Linked DNA regions of Cricetulus griseus: region 2 is linked to region 1. A link is a contact called in public Hi-C data. All regions are on one chromosome and are shown on one strand. The core of a region is the stretch at or near the end of the contact, and the rest is flanking DNA. Distances in the headings are between cores, read along the strand shown.

Region 1 (5,189 bases), core at 2,310-4,809:
GCTGGCCTCAAATTCACAGAGATTCTCCTGCCTCTGCCTCCTGAGTGCTGGGATTAAAGACATGCACCACCACTGCCTGACTCACATCTAACTTTTTAAAAGAGGGTCTCAATTCAGGCCTTAATTCTTGGACAGCAACCATTTTACTCACTAGGCCATCTCCCAGGCCAGCACCAGAGATTTCAGTATAAACAGATTAGGGTTTACAGTCCAAGGTGTTTCATATGAACACCACAAAGAGCTATTGCAAGTATTTGTAGAAACTTAAATGGGAATGGAGTCCATAGATTCACATGAGGAGAAGAAGGAAGGCAGAGAGGCTGAGCTAATCCTAAAACTCTCAACTAAAATTCTCATGTTTTAAGAATGCAACAACAATCAGTTCCCTCATTTATATTAAAAGAAACAGAGGAAGAATAAGGCTGAGCAAACTGCCCAGAAAGGCTCAAGTTTACTTCTTTTGTGTGACTTTCTTAAAATTATAAATTGTAGCAATTTTATGTAATAGATATAGTGAATATAAAATAAATACAATATTCTGAGTTTTTTTCCCAGATTGCTCAAATAAAGTGGCAGTGAACTTTCCTTGCATGTCTTTATTCTTCATACAACTGTTTATAACTATCAAGAGTACTTAATCTCCTTTCCTACTCCTGGCAGGGCTACAGGAAATTAATGGGAACAAGAGATGCTTAGTATAAAGCCTGGAACAGAGGAGAGTTTAATACAGATAGACTCTCTATCCTGCGCAAGGAAGTTTCTATAGACTTCCCAGTGTCATTAGAGTTGGTGGTACTCTAGAAGAATCTATACTGCTCACTAACTTCATAGCCTCTGTCTAGCTACCAAAGAAAACACCAGCCTCTACTTTCCTCAGTCTTCACTCTGTTTATCTTTAGTGATGAAATGCAATATGAAAAAATAAGATCGTCAAGCTGAGTGTGGTGGCTCATGTCTAAATCCCAGAAATCCTAAGGCAGAGACAGGAAGATTGCTAGAAGTTTTAGGTCAGCCTCGTCTATACAACAAGTTCCAGGACAGCCAAAGATATGTAGTAAAACCTTGTCTCAAAACAATAAAGGCAAAATAAAACCAGACTAGTTTTAGTTGTGTTATGTTATTTTAAATCACAAAAGCATGATTTATGAGCTATTGGAAGAATTTTGTTTTGTTTTGTTTTTTGAGACAAGGTTTCTCTGTGTAACAGACCTGCCTGGCTGTCATGGGACTTAGTAGACCAGGCTGACTTCAAACTCACTGAAATCCACCTGCCTCTGCCTCCAAAGTATTGGGATTAAAGGTGTGTGCCCCCACCACCGAGCCTCAAAGTATCTTTCAATCCAACTGAAAGTAGAAATATCACAGTCTCTTTTAAGCCATGTGAAAACAAAAGTCACAAGTACTGAAATGACAAGTTCCAACCCCAGCAAACACAAGGCCACAAATGTAGAAAGACTACTCTGACAACAGATGGCAGCACTTGACCACTGAGCCTTTCTCCACTCTCCTATTCTATTGTGACTTGCAGAATTGCAAAATCCCAAGTTAAAGTGGACTAAACATTCTATTAGGAAATCTCATGAGCATTTAAAATCCTCACTGACTACCAAGATGGTAAACATATGGGATGGAGCAGCTGCTACATCAAATGATAATAAGAAGGGACAATACGACATGAAATTAACCTGAGACATCTAAGGTATTATTTCTTGGAGTTGTGAAGGCTGTGACAGAAATGAAGCTGGGTTCTATGCTGAAAAATTAGGATATTCGTCATCCCTAAGAACACTGTTCCATAAGCACAAAACGCTGTGCAGAATCTCTCACATAATAGTACTAAATTTAGTATTTTAAAAGAAATACAATTTATATTTGTGTGGTTTATCTAAAGAACATTATAATGAGAAATACATTTTTGTTGTTATAGTTGTATGTGTATACACCTGTGAAATATTGGCTAAAACAGTTTTTGGCACTGATCTGCCAATTTTTCACAGCAATGTGAAATGGAGTTCCCATTCTGTATCCTATTGTTACTATGAAAGAATAGTAAGAAAGACACCTATATTAAAATGTCTGCTTTGTGGCGTTACTAAAATGCTCAATCTGTCTACAATTCATTTATAAAAAAAATTATACCTACCACAGGTTTTTTTTAGAATCAAAGAAATAACTGACACATTCTTAGTAACATTCTTAATAACTGAAAGTTATTGTTGTTATAGTTTTAAGTATTTTCCCACTCTCACACAGTAATTTTTCATTTATTTCAAGTTCTTGGCCAAAAAAAAAAGTATCACTAGAGAAAATGGCCTGGAGCTTCCTCAATGTTCTTGCAAATTACTGCACATGAAAATATAACAAACCTGCATGGGAGGATAGGCAGGAGAGAGAGCTCAGTAAGAGCACTGGCTGTTCTTGCAGAAGGAGGATTTGGTTCCCAGCACTCACATGATCGCTAACAACGTCTGGAACTCCATTTCCAGAGGATCTGGTATTCTGTTCGGGATTTCGTGGGCACCATGCATGCATGTAGTATATAGAAGTATCATACAATCAGGCAAAGCACCCATATACATAAAATAAAATATAAGCAATTTTGTGAAAAGATGGGAAGTTTTATACTATTGTGTACTAAGGCCTTTTGAGGTGGTCTCTGCTTTCCGGTCAAAAGAAGGATCGCATAGGTTTAGCTTAGCTAAGTTTGCTGGAGCCAAAATACTTTATTACTTAATGCTACCCAGTCTTGCATTGGTACCCACAGTGCAAACTAAATCTGTTTCTTGATTCTTAATGGTATTACTTTGCTTAGAGGCACAGAAGGCTGTGCACTTTTTGATTGATGGTTGATTAGAAGGGTCTGTCCCAAGAACAGCTTACAAGATTCTGGACTCAGTCTCCAAATACTCCCGTAGGAGACACAGTGCCTACTCGAATTAGACAGGCTTCTCCTTTCCCTTCCAGACTGTCTACTCTTGGACTAGACAGAGGGGGAGGCGTGGAAGTGAAAGACATGGGAGGCAGAATGTAAAGAAAGCGCTTGCTAAATGCTCCCAAATGCGCATAACGCTGGAATTAAAAGTTGTGCGAGCCTCATTATCTCACATACTCAGTTTGAGTGAGGGTCGTTTTATTAGAAATTTTGTCCTCAGTGCCTCAATCGGGACGTGATTCAACGTTATGAATATGTAATATATGTAAATGACGCAGGAAGGAGGGCACTATACTAGTTTATAAGATAATCACAGCATCCCAAATAGCTGCTTTAGAAATACATGATCTGTGATACAGTAAGACGAGTGCCACGTGCCAAGTACTAACGCTTTCACTTTACCTTAATACTAAGCGAAGTCCATTTTGGAAACGAGGCTGCCAAATTAGGGAACACCACTGAGGTGGGGCAGCTAGCGTGTGAGAACCTGTAGGCCCTGAACCCAGGTTTGTCAACCACACAAGAAGAGGCCATTGCTCCAGCAAAACCCGGTCAGCAGCTTCCACTGACAGCTTCAGGCAGTTTCTAACTGGAATGCCCTGTCAGGTTTACCGAGAACAGCCAGTGTACCCAACCACCCGCCCACCCCGCCCTAAGCAAGCACAGGAAAGGAAAAGGGAAAACGTGGCTATTGCGCATGCTCACAAAGGCCCTCGGGGCTCCCACCCGAGCCCTTTGACGCCCCCGCAGCAACTTTCCCAGATGACTGTAGACCGGTTCCCGCCCACCGTGAAGCCAAACTGGCGGAGTCGCCAGTTCCCTCTGCGACTCGGAACCCTCCCTTTCCTCCGGCCTTTCCCACTCGCAAGCGCTCGCAGCATCCCTCCGCTTCTCAGGGTTTTGCCAGTCGTCAATATGGCCTCAGACGGACTCGTGGAGGCGGAGGCTTTTCATTGGCCGAGGTCTCACGAGGCCCCGCCCACTTCCTCCCTCGGGGCTGCGCTGGCTCTGGGCTCCGCTGCGCATGCGCGGAGGCGGGGGCGGGCCGGGATGCGGGCGGGTCTTCCGTGTGCCGCCGTCGCTGCTTCAGCCGTGCTGTCCCTGCGGCTCTGGAGCTGCCCTGCCGGCGTTGGCGGCGCGAGGGAAGGGAGGGGACCGGCGGAGCTTGAGTGCGCTCGCGAGGGGCGCCGCGGTGCCAGCAGTTCCCCTCGCGCGGGGCGGGCGGCCAGGGTGAGCAGCAGTCGGCGAGGCCCTGGACGGCGCCATGTCGGCGGGCGGCCCATGCCCGGCGGGAGCCGGCGGCGGCCCAGGAGGGGCCTCCTGCCCTGTGGGGGTCTCCCCTGGCGGGGTGTCCATGTTCCGGTGGCTGGAGGTGCTGGAGAAGGAGTTCGACAAGGCCTTCGTGGATGTGGATCTGCTCCTGGGGGAGATCGATCCGGACCAGGCGGACATCACTTATGAGGGGCGGCAGAAGATGACCAGCCTTAGCTCCTGCTTTGCGCAGCTTTGCCACAAAGCCCAGACTGTGTCCCAGATCAACCACAAGCTAGAGGTGAGCCTCGGGGGCTGGCAGTAATGGCATTCAACCCCAGGCTGTCCCAGGGCGTTAGATCCCATTTTACGCACCAGGAAAACGACCCTGTAAAACTGTCCACGGGGGCACCTCTCAGCTTCGAATGTGATCGAGAGTGCGTTTATACGTGTTTGAAGCAAAGGAATGAGGAGCGGGTGGGGGAGGACAAGGATGGAGACCGACACCTCCCAGCATCTCACTGAGGAGGGATCAGGAGCTAATCACACTATCTGCCCTGTGAGTGTTAAATTACAGACCAAACCAACATCCTCTGTCGGGGAATACTACCTCAGCCCTCCTTTGGACGTGTGAGTTTTGCAGATCTGCGTTGATAATGATAAGCTAGATTGATATATTTCCGGAGAGATGCAGCTCTGATTATTTTCATCGAATAGCCCAGATCAACGTCCGTGGCTGTACAGAGACATGCATGAACTTTAAGGGAAAGTTCTTAGGGAAATGTAATGGAATATATGTTACTACGGTCCTTCTCGGTTTACATTCACACTAAATCCTTAAATTACAGGCAAATACATCTTCAGAGCTCCCTGTCAATATTCAAGTAACTTCTAACATGGAAGGTGTATGTGTTTGTACTTTACAGTATTTCCCAAATGGTAGACATTTTAGAGTATGTAAAGACAATCTTTTGCTTTGGTCTCTAATCAAAGGGTGGGGGAGATT
Region 2 (5,204 bases), core at 1,191-3,690, 130 kb after region 1:
AGGTGAGTTGCTGGGAAAAAGAAGTCATTTTTCTTCAGTAGGTGCTGGTAAATTATCCATCTCCAGGAAACCCCATGCCACGATTGTGAAATTAACTTTGAATCGGAGGCAATCCTCCTGCCTGTTTCCAAAGTGCCTCAGGTAGACAAGTACACCTCAACGCCTCTATAGTACTCATTTATTTTAAAATCCTAAATACAGAGGATGTTCCTCGATAACCCTGATGACAGCATCTTCTTCCATCAGTCAATGGCAACAAGGTCTAAAATTGGAAGCTCGATAAGAATCTGAACAATCATACTTGGCCCAGGTAAGCATTTTCATGTGGAGGACAAGCTTCCAGACAACTCACAAATGCCCAAAGTTAAAAGTGTCTTCTTACCACTGTAATCCTAGCTCTGGAAGATCAGGGTTCAGTCTAAACAGTGAGTTTACAAAAGACCCTGTCTCAAACAAACAAAAAGGAAGGAAAACAGAAAGAAATTAATGGGCTGCAGCAGTTAAGAGATCATATAGCTCTTGCAGAGGATCCAAGTTCAGTTCCTAGCACCCAGATCAGGTGGTCATAACTCCAGCCACAGGGGGATCCCTGGCCTCTGGCCTTGGAGGGTCCCTACATTCATATGCACATACCCACATTCATAGACATAATTTAAAACAAAGTAAAATTCTAAAAGAGTAAACAAAAGCCAAAACCAAAATATAGCAACCTACTGAGGGGGATAGTGGCTTGTGACTGTAATCCCAGGCCCAGGGAGGCATTAGAAGGATTGTCAAGAATGAATTCAAAAGTAGTCCGTGCTACACAATGGGTTTCAGGCCAGCCTGAGGTACAAAATAAAGCCTCGTCTCAAAACAGCAGATAATAATAACAATACACTGATTAGAAGTTTTAAAATTGGGGCTGCAGAGACTTCTTAGCGGTTATGAGGACACACTGCTCTCGAAGCAGAGCCAAGCTTGGTCCCCAGCGCCCACACCCAGGGGTTCACATCTGCCTCTAATTCCAGGTCCAAAAGATCAGCTGTCTTCATTGGCATCTGCACTCACATGCATCTATCCCAACACAGATACACAAGTACACACAATGAAAAATAAAACTTTAAAGAAAAAGCCCACATCAAATAAATGTAAAATGTTACATTTCCAAACATCAACTTGAGGAAGTGTTGCCAAGATTTAAAACATTCAGGGGATGGAATATAGCACAGTTGGTGAAAGACTGGTCTAGCACAGGGGTCCCCAGCACCGACAAAAAACCAAAATAGCACGTTTATAAAGCATTCATAAGATCTTATATATTGCAAATTTAGCACACATTGGGTTGTGCTGCAGTAACTAAAGAAAATAACTTTACATTTTTGTTTTGTGTTTGTAATACTATCAACGTGATGAATGTCTGGGTGAACGAATACATTTTTCAATGAAAAATTCCAGCGAAGGGTTTAGCTTCGATTCCTGTTTCACCAGAGAGCAAAGCGGGGGCGGCGATGGTGGGGTGGGGAGTGATGTCCAAGTATTCCGCATAAATTCGCTGCCATTAACTAACTCCCTAACTCCAGTTACAGAGGAGCAAAGGCAGGAGAGGAGAGAAACAAAAACTGAAAGAAAAAAGAAGGAAAAAAAAAAAAACGGCAGAAAGCTGGCCCTTCCTATCCAAGGAGAATTAACGCAGATTAACGAAGGAGAGCCACGTAGGGCTGGGAAACCAGGTTCCTACTTTAATCGGATGGACTGAGGGTAAATTCCGTGGCGCTGGAAGCCAAAGATCAGCTACCGAGGAAAAGCAGCCTGGGCCCCAGAATCGGCTCCTTCAAATACCCTTTTGGGTCCCGAGCCACACAAGGTTCCAACTCGGGTCGCCAGCCGGACACGCGTGAGGCTGTGGGGGGCCCGTCTGTAGCCTGCTCCTAGCCAGCCCCGCAGACGCACCCCCACTGCAGGCAGAGACCGGGAGCCGGCTGGGCGCATACCCGGAGCAGGCCACTCGCACCCGCCGCCAGGCTCGGGAAGTCTGGGAACTAAGTAGCCGGGCGGGGACACCGCGCAGGCGGCTGGGGAACAGGCGCCAAGCTGCCGCGCTCGTTGGTGGGGGGAAGGAAGGAGTTTCTGGGGAGCGATCCGGAATGCACTCGCTGACTTCAGCCCGTCCCCGGCCTGGCGGAGACCGCCTGCCCAGCCGCGGGCTCCCCGGAGGCCCATCGCCCTCCCAGAGCCCCGGGCCCCGCGGCCACTCACCCAGCTCCTCCGCCTGCAGCCGGAGCGGAGCGCACACCGCGAACAGCAGCGCCGCCAGGACGCCGGGTCGACCGGCTCCGGCCCCCATGGCCACGCCGGGCTTCAGACCCGCAAGATCGGCCTCGCAACCCGTGCCCGCGCCGCCGCCGCCCGCTTGGGGCAGCCTCCTCCGCGGCCCGGCGCGCGGCGCGGGCACCCAGCACCGATCCCTCGGTGCGGCCCCGCGCCCGCGAGAGGGCGTGTCTGCCCCGCCCCGCCCGCCCCCTCCTCGTGGTGGCCCGCGGAGCCACCCGCCTCCGCTCGAGGGAGAGCCCAGCTTCGATCCCCTTCCTCTCCCACCCGCCACCACCACCACCCCGCCCCGCGCCACCTGCCCCGATCCACGTGAACACGGAAATCCAAAGTCACCTGGCGCGCAGGCTTGCCTGGAGCCCCGCCGCTCAGACTCCGCCCCTCGGGCACTTTGTCAGCTCCGCTGGGCTTGGAGGTCCGCCAAGGCAATGGGGGGCACCCGAAATCGGGAGGGGTGGTGGCGGTAACCGGTAAAACGTTCATTCATAGTCTCTGTTCCTCAGTCTGTCTGTCTGTCTGTCTGTCTGTCTGTCTGTCTGTCTGTCTGTCTGTCTCTCCCCCTTCTTTCATTCTTTCCGTTGTTTAGCTCAGCTGTCCACTCCGCAGGGTGATTAAATCCACGCGGCATTCGAAGAGCTTCGAAATAATCGCCCAGGACAAATTGCAATCGGTGACGGAGGCTGTCCTTGGACCACATTTGGGGGAGATCTAGTTATATGGATGGTGAGAGGGCAACGGGGAGCAATGCTGTCTCCGCATGTGGAAGGCGGAGAACTGAGTTCGTGACCGGGTTGTTCAGAGGATTAAACCTCCAGTGTGGCCGGGGCTCGGCAGATAGGTGGGTGCCTGTCAGGAAGTGGGAACGGATGTGTAGAATAGAGCCCGTAAGAGATGCTTAAGCGACAGTGTCCTCAGAGTCCCGAAAGCTTCGTACCGAGCAATGACTGATCCACCTCTGTGAGGTGGTGGAAAAGTCTTGAGAGAGGCAGCACGGGCTGCTGAAGAGTTGGAGCTATTGCTGAGTTCAGTTGGGGTCCAGGCCGTGAAACTGGACACGAGAAAGGTAAATACTCCTTTTAATGACTGTCCCCTTTAGGTCCCCCTGACCTTCTTCTGCGGGGCCACAACCTTAGTACTACCTCGCGCACCACCTCGCGGCCTCTGGGAAGTATTACATTTAGAAGTGCAATGAGGGAGGCCGACTCCAGGCGGCAGAGGAACTTCAGACCCTCCAAGGCCACGTGATCTTTGAAATCCTCTCCATCCCCGCCTCCAACTCTATGCTGGCAGCTATGTATCAATTTTCGCCTTAAAAATAATTCTAATAATAATTTTGGGGGGATTGAGGTTTCTTGTTTGTATTGAGAAAGGTTTTCTAGTATCCCTAGCTGGTCTTGCGTTTGATAATTAGCAGAAGTTCGAGGAGGCTAACCTTGAACTTCTGGTCCTTCTGTCTCCACCTGTCTGAGTTAGGGGAATACAGCTCCACCCCATCCTGCCTGGCTTACACTTTAACTTTGGAGATTTAAAGTGAGATTTGGCAGTGGACTTTGCACTCTTCACTGTAACAACTTGGAAGAAAGAAGTCAAGCTTTCAAAGAGAAGCTTGAGCAGAGCGAGTCCAGGGCTAGCCTCTGACTGGGACCGATCCTTTTGCCTTCAGGGTTAACTCACCCGGTTGTCATAGAGAGGAAATAAATACGAATATAAGGATTCAGCATGTAAAGGAGGTACGTAAATAGTAGACTTATGTTCAAATCAAAAGTAAATATGCTTTCATGGAAATATTGACTATATTCACACACTCCATAACAAGTTACCTTGATAAGGAACCATGTACTAACTTCATCCCTCCCCTTTTCCTTTCCTTTTAAAAAATAATTGCCAGCCGGGCGGTGGTAGCACATGCCTTTAATCCCAGCACTCGGGAGGCAGAGGCAGGCCAATCTCTGAGTTCAAGGCCAACCTGGTCTACGAAACTACACAGAGAAACCCTGTCTCGAAAAACCTAAATAAATAAATGTCTTGTCTGAGGCAGGGTCTAACTATGTAGCCGTCTGGCCTGAAATTCACAGATACCCACCTGCCTCTATCTCTCGGGTTCTGAGATTAATTTTGACCACCACAGAAGGCTTTTATCGAACATTTTAAAACCATGTTTTCATTTGGTTTTTTTTTGTGTGTGAAGGTCCTCACATGTGTAGGTTAGAGGGCAGTTTGTGGGAGTTCCTTCCGGCTGGCCACAGTGTAGCACCCGGTGGATTGAACTCAGGTCCGCCAGACTTGAGAGCAGCTCCTTAATCTGCTGAGCCATCTCGTTGGCCACAGCTTTCCTTTTCTCTTCCGTTTACTTCTAAGAAAGTGAATTTAGACAGCCACTGGCTGGCTCTAACGGGTTTGGCTCTGTGAGCCGTGAATGAAGCAAGACAATGGGAAACATTGTTGACTGGTGAGGAATTCACGGAGCGCGTCAGGTGGACGCAGGTGACCTTTTCCATCTCTGTCAGTACTTTGATATGAATGGTTCTGTCTTTCTACACTGAAGTCCTCAGCAAGATAAAGGGAAAGGTTTAGGATCTGGCAGCAAGGAGGATTCAGAAAGACCAACTGGACCCACTGCCTTCTATCATACCATCCCTTTCTTGAATATGAAGGAAAACCTCAGGAGCCGGTCACAGTGGATAAAGGGGCTGCTGCCAGCTGCAGAACTACAGCTCAACTCCTGGAATCCACATGTTGGAAAGGGAGTGCCAACTCCCACAGCTAAGAAAAAACACGGTAGCCAAGCATGGGATATAGGCTCATGATCCCAACATTCTAGGCTAAGGCAGGACTTCACCGACAACCTGGCCTATAGAGTGAGAGCCTGTTTCAAAAAAGGCCGACAAAGCTGG

Evidence for each region. A called contact is a pair of places that touch in the nucleus more often than the background predicts.
Region 2: a Hi-C map of liver shows a contact between it and region 1, with 5 times the contacts expected there. The contact joins the promoter of Dcbld1 here to the promoter of LOC100760022 in region 1. A contact is called at or near these places in 2 of 8 Hi-C or Micro-C datasets (the CHO-K1 cell line and liver).

Annotation. Positions count from the first base shown.
Region 1 is chr2:256,492,397-256,497,585 of CriGri-PICRH-1.0, forward strand. It overlaps LOC100760022 (nephrocan), which reads right to left and starts at 3,560. Exons shown (of 3, transcript XM_027402101.2): 1 at 3,335-3,560. The coding sequence starts at 3,466. It overlaps Gopc (Golgi-associated PDZ and coiled-coil motif-containing protein), which reads left to right and starts at 3,987. Exons shown (of 9, transcript XM_027402102.2): 1 at 3,987-4,484. The coding sequence starts at 4,197.
Region 2 is chr2:256,621,939-256,627,142 of CriGri-PICRH-1.0, forward strand. Dcbld1 (discoidin, CUB and LCCL domain-containing protein 1) reads right to left here and starts at 2,441. Exons shown (of 11, transcript XM_027402104.2): 1 at 2,239-2,441. The coding sequence starts at 2,326.